Regions from separate parts of the Sus scrofa genome. Here region 1 is linked to region 2. Evidence: chromatin contacts called from public Hi-C data. All regions are on one chromosome and are shown on one strand. The core of a region is the stretch at or near the end of the contact, and the rest is flanking DNA. Distances in the headings are between cores, read along the strand shown. Region 1 has its middle 100 kb from the start of TRNAF-GAA. Region 2 has its middle 81 kb from the start of SERPINE2.

Region 1 (6,823 bases), core at 4,156-6,655, 110 kb before region 2:
ATCTTCAGATGCTTGCAAAGACCGTAGCCTAATGCCTTACACCCTCACACGATGACTCCACATTTCTGTAATTTTCACTGTTGGCTTATGTATTTTTGTGTTAAAATAAGTAACATAGCCAATTTAATTTATCTTAAAAGTAAGCTATAGAGAGGATGTGTTTCATTCTTGGGTTCAATTTTTATTCCCTTTTGGAAATCATTTCTGTTTTGAAGCAGCAGAATATATTCATTCCATTTTGAGAAGAAAGTCAGTGGGAAAAAGTTTGCTATATAAAACCTTGCTTCACAGTTAACTTCCTTATCTGTTCCACATATTGAGATTTTTTTTTAAATGTATTCTCCTTTCAAGCTATTTCTATAGATTTGCAAAATGTTGAAGGTAGAAGAGAAAGAATGTGCATTCTCTCTGATGAAGCAATTTAAAGGTTCTGTTTTCAATTATTTTCATAGGAGTTCCATAAAATAGCTGAATAAGAAATGTTTTTGCCAATTCTGGTGTCCAATCTTACTAAGTAATATCAACATTGTTGGGCTAGACCTTATTTTTCCAGGATATGTAACTAATTCTCATTGCTGTTTCTATTGGCAGATGTTTCCCTTCCTTAATCTGACTCTACATTTTATCTTCAAAGAATGGACCATTTTTCTGTCTACTAAGAACACTATGACACAGAAAAGGATTTTCTTTTTAAATTTTCCTTTCCTTATAGTCAAAGCTACAACCTTTCAGACTGCCAAAATAGTTTGCCTCTTTCCTAAGTCAATTTTGTTAAAGAGTTATACACTGGATTTGGAGTTGTTCTTAAAAGTGTGGATAGCTAGTGTAGGATTCACAAATCAATCAGATGCTAAGTTCTAGAAGTATTAATAGATAAAGTGGAGCATGGTCTTATAGCCGAAAATGAGGTCAAAGGAAAGATGCTGAAACTTATTAGGAAACAAGATACTTTTGAACTTTTGCAAAGGCACCTCTCCCCAATTTAACCTAGGGAAAACATAGTTATAAAATCAAGGTCAAGAGATATCATCTCAGTTCCTGAGGTTCAGACTAACAATACTGGTACGCTTTGCTGTAGTGGATTATCACAAAGATTTAAGTTGCCTGATTTAGATCAAGCGTATAAATGTCTCTACCGTATCCTGGCAATGATTCAGGTCATCAAAGCCTTCTGCAGTTTTCTGGTACCTAACTCAGTTCCTAAGAATTTTGCAATTTTTTTTTCATTAGAAATTACACATTTTCCCTTCATTACAAAATATTTTATAAAGTATGTGTTTAAATATTTTTCCTTCTCATCTTTTTCTGTCCTGCTTTCCCCAATCTTAGACTAAAACAGCTTTATAAGTGTTCCCTTTGTGTGCTTTTTATTTATTAGTATTTTTCTCTGGTAAGATTCCTTCCAATGGCTAGTCATGGAATTGCTGAGTAAAAACATTTTTTTCAAATAGTTTTTAGTGGTATTTGACTATGGTTTGGATGTGGAGAGCATTTATAGGATTTGGAATTCTCACTAACATTGACTTCCTTGTATGTGCACTCAAGGGTGTATCCTGATGTTTGAAAATGGAAAATTATTAAGTGCAGGGAGATGAGGAACTGGAGGAGGACAGGGAGTAGAAAAAAAGTGGTAGAAGCCCTCCTCCATGACTGTGTCCACAAGTTACAAGTACATTTCCTAACGCCAAGTGCCTCCATATAACTTAGCAAGCGAGACCTGGAAATATAATAATCAGCCCCCTTTTCTTCATACTCAGGGACACTGTTGCATTCAGGCTCTCATTTTCACCTGGATTCCTGCAACACCACTGACTGGGGTCCTTGCCCTATGGTCTTGCCCTGCAGCAAACCATCTCATTCCTGCTACCAGGAGGACTTTGCTTGTAGCAAATTGGGTCACATCCATGCCCCTGTTTAAAAATTCTTCAGGGATGGGTCTCACCTTTCACCCTCACTCATCGTGATAAAGACCAATCTATTTTACATGCTGTGGTAGCCAAGAGGTTGGGCATGAAGAAGACACGGACACATATTAGTATGGAAATTCCTCAGAAAACTGAAAATAGTATTACCGTTTGATCCAGCAATCCCACTCCTGGGCATCTATCCAGAGAAAACCGTGACTCAAAAAAATATATGTACTCCAGTGTTCATTGCAGCAGTATATGAAATAGCCAAGACATGGAAACAACCTAAATGTCCATTGACAGAGGAGTGGATAAAGAAGATGTGGAACATATACACAATGGAATATTACTCAGCCATTAAAAGGAAAGAAATACTGGCATTTGTGGCAACATGGATGGACCTAGAAATTATCATGCTAAATGAAGTCAGTCAGACAATGAGGAACCGACATCAAATGCTTTCACTGACATGTGGAATCTGAAAAAAGGACACAATGCACTTCTTTGCAGAACAGATCCTGACTCTCAGACTTTGAAAAACTTATGGTTTCCAAATGAGACAGGTTTGGGGGTAGGGGGAATGCACTGAGGGTTTGGGCTGGGTTGTAAAATTTGGTTGTGATGATTATTGTACACCTCTAAATGTAATAAAATTCATTAAGGAATTTAAAAAAAATTTTTTAAATCCTCAGCCCATTACTTCTGATCACAGGCCATTGGCTAGAACTTAATCACATGATCACATTTAATTGCAAAGGAGGCTGGGAAATGTAGTCTATTAATGTACCTGGGCAAAGAAGATGAGACTGTTTTGGGGGGAGAGATAGCTTTCTTTGCCACAGCACATTACTTTTTTTAAAAAAACTCAGCAATCACAATAAATATTCATTAATTAAGAATTTCTCTCACTAGCAGAAAAAAAAAACTGACATTTATTCACAGTTTACAATGTACTTAGCACCATTATCAAAGGAGAGAGATTTGGTCTTATTCATCTTTCCGTCTCCTGAATTTAGCTGATTGTCTAGCACACAGAAAAACTTTTGCTGAAGAATTTTATAAAAATATATAATTTAAAAAATATGAATTATAATATCATTTTCATAATCTTGTTCATTTTTTCCTTTTTTTTTCTGCTTTTTTCCCCCATACCTGTACTGTTATTTTTTATTTTTTTCCTTTTTTTTTTTTTTCCAGTGTTAGCCTTGCCACTTTCTGCTGTGATGCTAACTAAAACAAACTTTTAAAGCTAACTTAAAGGTGAGGGTTACTATTCTTCAATGGCTGCCTCTAACCAACTTTTGGTTGGTTCTGCTTTTTACAGCAAGGTGATTCAAACAAGTTTTTGATTTTTACACATTTCATTGCTGATGCCTAAAGATGGTTTTTCTGGGTTATTCCTTAAGGAGAGTATTTAGAAGGAAAGGGAGAACTGAAACCCAAGTCAGCCCTCTAAGCAAGAAATTTTTTTCTCAAATTCTATAAAACCATGTACCCACTTGCTCCTCCTTATTGTAAAGATAAATCACAGCCATTCAGAGATGAAATGTGGTTCTAAGGCCCTGATTGGTCTTGGTGCCATTTCTATAGAAATGAGAGTGAGGAGGAGGAAGAATAGCCTCCTATCTGGAAGGGTTAGATAAGAAGCTGTCTAGGTAGGGGACCAACAGGTTGCAGAAGACAGAAGGATAGCTGGAGAAGGAAAGATACTCCTCTTAGCCAGTTAAGTGAGCCAGATAAACCCTGATGATCAATGAAGAGACTGGTCACATCCACAAAGGAAGGGAGATTCTTCTAACTTGGATAATTAACAGTCACTTGGCAGCTCTAGGGCTAGCCCTGGTTTTACCTTAAAGATTGCCAAGATCTCATGCCTTGTTTCTTTTCCCACCTTCCCCTGCATCAGCGAAATGCCGGTGCCATTTGTTGTCTTGCCCCAGGTCAGGAGGGGGCTGATTCCCAGATTTACCAGGCTGAGGATCCCCAAGGCTTCCCATTGGGCATCCCCTAGCCATACCTGGATCGTGTGGCTTGCCCTTCTCATCCTCATGCTGTAGGGGTTATGAGTGGCACCTCCATGGACCACTGAGAGTTCTCGAGTCCCATCAGTGGGTAGGGCCAGCCAGGATTTGCTTTTGACAAAGGTGGGATTCTAGAACCTTGGATACATATACTAATAACTAGCCACTATGACCAGAGGTGTTGGCCTCTGCCTCATATTCTTTAGATAGAGGAGCCAAATTTCACGATGCTGAAAATATTCCCATGATAGAAGTCTCCTCTCTCTCAAGCAGACTTTATCTATAGCAAATGTCATTTTCACAATGTCTTAGGACTATCTCTAACTTCTGACTTTTTTCTTTTTTCTTTTCTAAGACTTAAGTTCAAATATATATATTTTTTTCTTTTTATGGCCACACTTGCAGCATATGGAAGTTCCTGGGCCAGGTTTGAATCAGAGCTCCAGCTGCTGGCTTACGCCACAGCCACAGCAACATGGGATCCAAGCCCCATCTGCGACCTATGCTGCAACTTGCAGCAATGCTGGATCCTTAACCACTGGGTGAGGCCACAAATTGAACCTGCATCCTCACAGAGACAATATCAGGTCCTTAACCCACTGAGCCACAATAGGAACTCCTCAAAATTCAATGTTGAATGTCTATTTCCTTATCCTTTTCTAGGAATGAGTTAGTATTTGTCTTAAGTTCTTTATTAACAAGATGCCATTTCTCTTTCATCTTAGAGGCAAGAATCTCATAGTAAAGCAGATCTTTGCAAAGCTGAATTCAACGTTTTCTGTCTACACCCCCTCCAGAAAGACTAGAAAGAGGTTCCTCTGGTTAAGACTCTTTGAGAAAAGCCAGAACAGGGAAATGGGAAGCACTAATTCTGAACGCTATTTGGGCAACCAAGTGAGAATTTTAGAAGTGTCAACTCTTGCAGCAATTATCAACAGTTTGCTCCAAAGAAAGAGTAAGAAATGAGCTGTCAATTCATTTCCCTTCACATTTCCAGTCACAGGGGTTTTTTTTTAGCCACTTTATAAATGTTCCTCATGACTCCACAACCAATTAGTGCTGTCTCCAAGCTTTGTAGTAAATGTTCATTAGGCAGACAGGTCACACATTACTCTAGCTGTAGGATCTGACCATGAAATTGAAACATTCCTGTCCTCACTATTTTGGACATTCCCCGGGTTGACCCTGACCACCTTGTAAAGCTGAACACATTGTCTACATTCGAAGTGTTTGGTGATAAAATTGGTCAAGGAATAATTAGGATGATATCATGTCCGGGAAACCTCTTGCAAAAGAAAGTACTTTTAAAGGAAACACAAAAAGGGAATTTTCAAATACTATTTGACTAGTACGACTATGGGAAGTTTTTTTTAAACTAACAGGAAATGCATCTGAAAAGTTGTTTACCCTAACTGTCTGAGAAGGCATGTGGCATGAATGAGTCCAGCTGTTCTGCAGAATTACCTCACCATGGATGCTGGCACAGGGTACCCACAGCATCAGAGCCCTGGGCATTCGTCTAGTGGGTGGCATTCTTTTCCTTCACATCTGACCTGGAGCAAAGTTCTTTCTCAAATATGTAAACTCTGGAGTCACTACATCATTTGTGTTTCTCATTTCTGCTGGCTTTCACCCCTGAGGACTAGTTCCTTTGTCTTCAGTTTAACGAAGATGATTCCATGAGGCATTCCATGATTCCATGATGATTCCATGATTCCCTGTCCCATTCCTGAACAAACCATGAGGCATTCAGTCATGTGGCAATAAATAGGTTTCCTTTCTCTGCCTTTGAGGGAAAAAAACAGAGAACAAGAGCCGGTTTAGTACTTTGTAAATTTTCTTTTTTTTTCTTTTCTTTTTTTGTCTTTTGTCTTTTTTTTGGGCCACACCCACAGCATACGAACATTCCCAGGCTAGGGGTCGAATGGGAGCTGTAACTACTGGCCTGCACCACAACCACAACAACATGGGATCCGAGCCACGTCTGCGACCTATACCACAGGTCACGGCAACACGGGATCCTTGGCCCACTGAGCAAGGCCAGGGATCGAACACGAGTCCTCATGGATACTAGTCGGGTTCATTCACCACTGAGTCACAACAGGAAACCCACTTGGTAAATTTTCAAATTCTAAAGGTAAGGGTACCCAAGATGAAAGTGATCTCTTATAGTGGGGAAATCATAGCCAGGAAAAAAAAAAAAAAAAAGGAGATGGAAACCTGGAGACTAAGGCTCAATTCTTGGCTTTCGCTCTCACTGGTTATATGGATTTGGGCAAGTTGCTTGTTCTCTCTAAGCCTCAGCTTCCCCACCTATAAAATCAGGGGCTGTAGATGCCTATTCCACAATGTTATGATGGAGATAAAATGAGACAATGAGCCTATCACAGTACGCTGTGCCCTTCACTCTGGACCCTAAAGTGTACCTTGCCTGGCTCTTCCTAAGACCATGAGTCCTCCTTTCCCCAACATTCATCTTGAGCCATAGAAAAAGGGAGGAAAATAGATGAGCAGGAAAATGATACACACTTTAAAAATGAAGGGCTAAGCTTCTTTTCTATGGTCTCTTTAACTTGAGATGTGATTCCATGGGAAAACCACATTCTGTGGGCTATAAATCTGGCTCATAATGACTGAGGTTTCTTGAATTAGCTTCGAAAATAATTTTTTTTTGCTATATATCTAAGCACTATTGACTTACGTAATTTTTCTCCACATTTTTGACAGTCTTTTTTCTTTCTCTACATGATTGAAATTTTTGCCCAAGCAGATGCCAAGTTGTCACAAGGTCAATACGTGTATCATGCACATATTTCACTTTCATCAAGGATTTGTCTCAGCCTACCAGAGTAATCTCATCACGAGTCAACCACGAAGTTTCAGAGATGCCATTAT
Region 2 (6,395 bases), core at 101-2,600:
GTAACAAACTCCCCCCTTGAGTTTCCCTGGTACAGTGAACCCTGAGTTTCCCTGGTACAGTGGTCAAAGTGATGCCCCAGAAGCATTGGCAGCTCCTCCAGTGTCCTCTGAATCATTAGAAGAATCAATAATGATCAGTCAAGTTTGGATGCTAAATACATTTCCCCCTCTGCCAATTTCGTGGAAATGGCAAATCTGCATATTGTTTGTAAGATAAAGCTCGAGAATTGTAACCATGAGTCATAAATCATGAAGTTGATTGCTCTGTTCCCTAGTCCTACTAGATAGCTGAATGCCACTATTTTCTAGGATCATTCTAGCTGCCATTACTTAAAGCTTGCCTCCCAGTTTAAGGTCAAGGCAGGAGCTGCCCACCCATACCTCGTGTGACCAATGCAGCCCCCAAGTTTGTTTGGAAGACATACTAAAACCTTTTTTTGCTTCTAAAGGGTCAAGTGCTCCCCAGTTCAACATGGTTGCTACCACTTTCCTTTGCATTTTTACTCATTTATGCCACTGCCTGGAGGCATCTCAATTGGTGAACCCTGGAGAGATGTAGCAATTTCACTGGATGATGTTCAATAGTATTGGCTAATAGAGCCACTTGGGATTATTAATGACTCCTAGTGTGCTAGGCACACCCATGCAGAGCTGGCTTGGTCATCCTGACTCATGGATTCATGGTTTAAGTTTACTCAGACAGTTAATTGTCAGATTGTTTGACTCTAAGAACCACATGTTAAATTTCATTGCGTTATGGTGCTTTGGTATTTCCTAAGTTGTGCTGTAAAAAAAAAAAAAAAAAAAAAAAAAAAAAAAAAAAAAAACAGAAACAATATGCTTGAAATTTTTCTTTGGTAGAATATTTATCTTTTAATTTCACATTTTAAACAAAATCTAAGCAAGCTCAACAATTCCCAGGACAAAGTGAGAAATGCACCCAGGAGCTTGAGTTAAAGGGCAGAGCTAACATCAGGTAGCTCGGTCTTTCCCACGTGAGGAACTTGATCTCAAGTTGGTAGGTCTTCCACAAAACAAGGTTTCTTTAGTCAAATATATTGGGCAAAGCCTCTGATAAATATAGGCCAATAATTTCTTACACTGTAGAATCTCTGTTGTTAATAGGTTCCCAGGAAAGCTATAGTACATGTTATTTCTTAATTAATTTGTCCAGCAAAATCTATGCACAGAACATCTGTTCACCAGTATTGCAAGGCACATACTTTGAAGAACGCCAAGGCAGGCTGATGGACAGAATGTGTAACAAATACTTAATACTTCAGCATCATCCTGGTAGTTGAGCCACCCCTAAGAGCTCGAAGGGCTTTATGAGACCTTGAGCAAGTCTCAAAACTCCTGTGAGTCACTCTTTCTTCATCTGGAAAGTGAATAGGTTAAGTCCTCTTCCAGCTTGAATAGTTTCTGCTTTGCCCCAGAGCTTTAGGTTATTGCCTTTGGTCATTGTCACTAAATGACTAAAGGGGATGAAAAAAAAGAACACTATTCTATAAACAGAGGAGGTCCAGGACTTGCCTGGCCTCCCTGACTCCACAGAAATACAGTTAGGATTCCAAGACTAAGCAGTTGGTATGTTCCCAGAGACTCACTGCATGGTTCTGCAAGTGGCATGTCAAGGCTTTGAGTGTTGAGATCACTACAAATGTCTATGACAGCTGCTTCATCAATTCAAGATTTTTTGAAGAAATTATCACTCATTTGGGTAAGGAAACTGGGAGAGGCTAAAGGAATTTATTATTCAATTTTTTTAACTTGATAGAAGTAAGTCTGAAATTAGGACCCCTCCAGTGTTTCTAGTTTATCTATGAATTGAGTTTTCTTTTTTTACTACCGTGAACAAGGATGGAAGAGGAGGTCATGGGCCCATCTTTTCCCCCTCTGAGTCTTCACTTCCTGGGGTTTAAATCTAATGATTCATCTTCAGGATTGGCTTAAGTGGCCTGGCAATGATCCTGCTCTTTTCAACACTGATTTGTCTTCTGATGGTTCAGGCAGAAACAGAAGCAGTTTGCGTGAGCCACAAACACAGGCCACCAGCATCTCCCGTTTATATGCTCCTTTCTTTTTGTTTATTTACTTATTTATTTATTTTGTCTTTTTGTCTTTTTAGGGCCTGCGGCATATGGAGGTTCCCATGCTAGCGGGCCTAATCAGAGCTGTTACCGCCAGCCTACGCCAGAGCCACGGCAACACCAGATCTGAACTACATCTGCAACCTACACCACAGCTCACGGCAACACCAGATCCTTAACCCACTGAGCGAGGCCAGAGATCGAACCCACAACCTCATGGTTCCTAGTTGGATTCGTTTCCACCGTGCTAAGACAGGAACTCCTATATTCTCCTTTCTAAATCCAAGAAATAGAAACAAATATGCCTGCTTGTTTCTCAACCTAAGAAAAAAATAGGTTTTTCTGGTTATGGATGAGAACAAGAGATTTGTCTGAAAATAATAGTTATAATTAAGTAATAAAGTTGTAACAAAGTACATTCGAAAGGAAAATTAATTCCCATTAAGCAATTCATCTTTAGCACTGTTTGTTCTTATCACAGATGCAAACATATGCTTTGATTTTTTTTTTTCTTTCTGGATGATAATCTGTACTTGAAGAATTGAAAGTCTCCTTTTACGAATTTAAGTGAGTTGAGGAAAACTAACTGTCCTACATAAGAAATTGCCAATGTTTGATGAATAGAACATATACATGAATTTATGCATAATTTTTCCATCAAGGTTTGGTGAAATTGGGAAAAAAATTGGAAGTTGTATTAATCCCTATCTGCTTCAAGAGATGGTGATCCAACTCAAACTAGCTCTTCAGCCAAAAATACAATGCATTGGCTTGGAAATTTGAGCTGTGCATTTTGCCTTGAGTATAATGAGATCTAGGGTTCAGTCTGTGATGCCTGAACTCCCTCCACCTTCATCTCTCATCTTGGTTGGGTTTTAATCTCAGGCTCTTTCTCCATCTGACCACAAGACACCTGATCATAGCCCAAGCACATTTTGCCCTTATATCTCCTGATTCTGGAAGAAGAAAGAAACTCTCTTCTGGGTTTCCCAGGGTCAAATTTCCTGGAAGAGCTCTGGTGGGCCTTGCTTGAGTTATGTGCTCATGGCCGAACCAGTCACCATAACCAGAGTAAGAGGCTACCTAGATTGGCCAGTCATAGGTCATATGCCCACCTTGGAGTCAAGACAAACAGGACTGATATCCTATCACCATGGCGGGAGGGACCTTTTTCCTAAAGAAGACAGGCACACACAAGGGATGGCTAGTACAAAAGACACTGGCTTCATGAAAATCTGGAGAGCTAAAACTGGAGAGCTAAAGGGAATTTCAGGTTTTAGCTAGCCTCCTCATCCTACGCAAGACACTGCTGAGGATACGTAGCAGTTGTGATAATCCACAGCACGTTTGTAAAACATCTTCCCCAACTAGCCTCCCTCTCTGAGATGCCTGCTGATAGGAGGCATCAAAAATGTAGTAAGAATTAAAAGAGGTTTAGTGAGACAAAGTGCTTATAATTCAAAGCAAACCTTTTTTGGGGGGAGGGGGTGATTTTTAGAGCTGTACCCATGGAATGTGGAAGTTCCCAGGCTAGGGATCCAATCTGAGCTGCAGATGCCAGCCTACACCCACAGCCACAGCAATGCCAGGTCCAAGCCACGTCTGCAATCTACACCACATCTCATGGCAATGCCAGATCCCTGACCACTAAGCAAAGCCAGGGATGGAACCCACATCCTCATGGATATTAGTCAGATTCATTTCCACTGTGCCACAAGGGGAACTCCCAAAGAAAACATTTTTAAAATTATTGAAAATGTATGTTTCATTTAGACTTCAGAAATTTCCTTACTTCCCCCCTGCCCTCTAGTTTCAATTGCTTAAAATAGGTAAAAGAAAACATTTTAAAAATACTACCCTCCTATCCTACTCAAAGGTCCCCCAGTCCAGAAGCTAGTCAACTGATATGAGAACTATGTGAGTGCCCTCTCAGTGCTGGAAAACATTTGCTGAAGACTTAGGATCAATGACTCATGATTTAAAATTCTTCTTAAAATTCCAGCTTGCCCTCTGAGTCATGGTTTTCACACTTCCTATTTCCCTCCCTGGCACATCCATCTCCCTGTGCGCACATGGCTGGCCCCTTCTCTCCTTTCTTTTCACCCCCACAGAGCAGGTCTTCTGCCTGATCTACAGTAATAGATCACTTATCTGTTATTCTCTTCATTTGTTCTCCTCATGGAGCCAATCGCACTTGATTAGAGGTTTATTTATTTGCCTGTTTCCTGTTGCTCCTAGATTGGAAGACCCATGAAGGTAGAGTCACAGAAAGTTAGCTTTATTTGTTAACATCCATCCCACAGCAAACCTCATGCCTGGCACATTGTAGAGAATGAAAAATGACTGAATAAGGTAAACCAGAAGAAAGAAGTAACTTAGGACTCCTTGTTGTTGGCCAGGCTGAGAAAAGTAGGAGGTGGCTAACCTACTAAGCACTGAGCATTTCTTTCTGGCAGATATTGGGAAGGTGATGAGATGAGGGAAGGAAGGAAACTGGAGCTTCTGCCTTATCCATCACCTATGATTCGTCCCACCTTCTGGTTCCAGTTTCAGGATCTATTCTCCACATTTCACCCCTGCAAAACTTGCTCTTAGGAATGGAGCAAATAAGCTTCTTAGCCTTGTATGTGACTAAGAACAGCTTAACGTGATAACTTTTTAATACAAACTAAAGCTTCCAACTCTTATCTATAGATTTCAGCCATAGAGGCTGGGGAGGATAAGCAATGTATGGGGTATCCTTAGAATCTGGAAAAAAAAAAAAGTAAAATATGCAAAATATTCTCTACAAGCCCCTCAATTTATAAAGAGATAACATAATATTATCTATGTTTCTATACTGAATGGACTTCGTATGTTTCCTATCTAGGTACCTATTTCCTATAGTATGTATATGAAGGAAGGGGTTCTTTAAAACTCATACTTTTAGGACGTCCAGTCATGGCTCAGTGGAAACGAATCTGATTAGCATATACGAGGACACAGGTTCGATCCCTGGCCTTGCTCACTGGGTTTAGGATCTGGCGTTGCCATGAGCTATGGTGTAGGTCTCAGATGTGACTTGGATCCCACATTGCTGTGACTATGGCATAGACTAGCAGCTACAGCTCCAATTCGACCCCTAGCCTGGGAACCACCATATGCCATGGGTGCGGCCCTAAGAAGACAAAAAAAAAATTCACACTTTTAGAAGGTCCTGAGGCTGAGAGAAAATAGATTCTTCTTTACTGAAAGTAAAGAAGGGGCGAGGCAAACAGTCTAGCCCCCCAGAGAAATTTTCGTAAAAGGCTAAGGGATAAGGGAGAGAGCAAAATAGGAAAACACAAGACAAAGAGGAAAGAGCAGAGGAGGAGGACAAAGACCTCTTAATCCTGATGAGTTCTAAGGGTAAGGATGGAAGGAAATATTTTTGCCTGAAGCAGATTAACCAGGGTTTAAAGTGTGCTTACTTACATGTTGGAACATTTTTTTTTTCTCTTTATTCTTATTGAGACTTGAAGCTGATGTCTGAATAAATCCCTCCTTAACCACTGGCTCAAAGAAGTGTCTAGCCAATATCAATGGAATTCAAGTTTCTAAAGAAGTCTGCTCCTTCTGGGACACACCCTGATGGTTTATAGGGTTTTTCTTTAATCTCTCTTAAAAACGCAGAAATACATTTAATCTCTCTCTGGGTGCGAGTCGATGCTGAAGGCCCTATCCTAGTGCACTATTAATAAAGGCACTAGCTCATCCATGTTCACGTGGGAGAATCTTTACACAGTAGCATGGCCATGGGTATAGGGGCTCTCAGCTGATGTGGTCTCCTGATTCCTTGCATCTGAGCTCACTTCTACCCTATTACCTACCTCTCTGACTCAGAAGTTCAGTATTCTGTGCAATACTCATGCCACTAAGCTGACTGAATACTTGATTCCAACTTACTCAGGCAAATAATGCTGCTAACAAGTATAGATGCTGGGTCTTGCTTTTCATTTTTTCTTTCTGGAAGCCATCACTAGAGTTTTAAGGGAGATAAGATGAACAGCTGGGTACCAGCAGACATCTCGATACCAGAAAAGATTTGCTGATACCACAGAGGCCAAGAAAATCAGACACAACTTCCTTGTACTTGTGGTACCGATGAAAATGACATTGACCTGTACAAAGGGACCTGAGCCGAAGGCTCAGCTGGCAACTCACATCTGGGGTATGCAGTCCCATGAACCCTGATGGCCATTTCTCCGTGGTCAAAGAAAAAATATATGGGTAATTTTGTGTCTTTGCCCTCACCAGCAAGCCTAGTAAGGGAATTTCTCAACTCAA

Evidence for each region. Hi-C and Micro-C count contacts between places; a contact is called where the count stands out from the background.
Region 1: a Hi-C map of embryonic fibroblasts shows a contact between it and region 2, with 2.4 times the contacts expected there. The contact joins two enhancer-like sites. A contact is called at or near these places in 2 of 47 Hi-C or Micro-C datasets (adipocytes and embryonic fibroblasts).

What each region holds. Positions count from the first base shown.
Region 1 is chr15:125,970,828-125,977,650 of Sscrofa11.1, reverse strand. No RefSeq gene overlaps it. Among named protein-coding and RNA genes, the nearest start is that of TRNAF-GAA, 100 kb to the left of the region's middle. Within about 2 kb of position 5,405, at least 3 of the 83 cell types and tissues checked have an H3K27ac peak or open chromatin away from gene starts, as enhancers often do. A contact at or near this core is called in embryonic fibroblasts, where this site is marked.
Region 2 is chr15:125,855,471-125,861,865 of Sscrofa11.1, reverse strand. No RefSeq gene overlaps it. Among named protein-coding and RNA genes, the nearest start is that of SERPINE2, 81 kb to the right of the region's middle. Within about 2 kb of position 1,350, at least 7 of the 83 cell types and tissues checked have an H3K27ac peak or open chromatin away from gene starts, as enhancers often do. A contact at or near this core is called in embryonic fibroblasts, where this site is marked.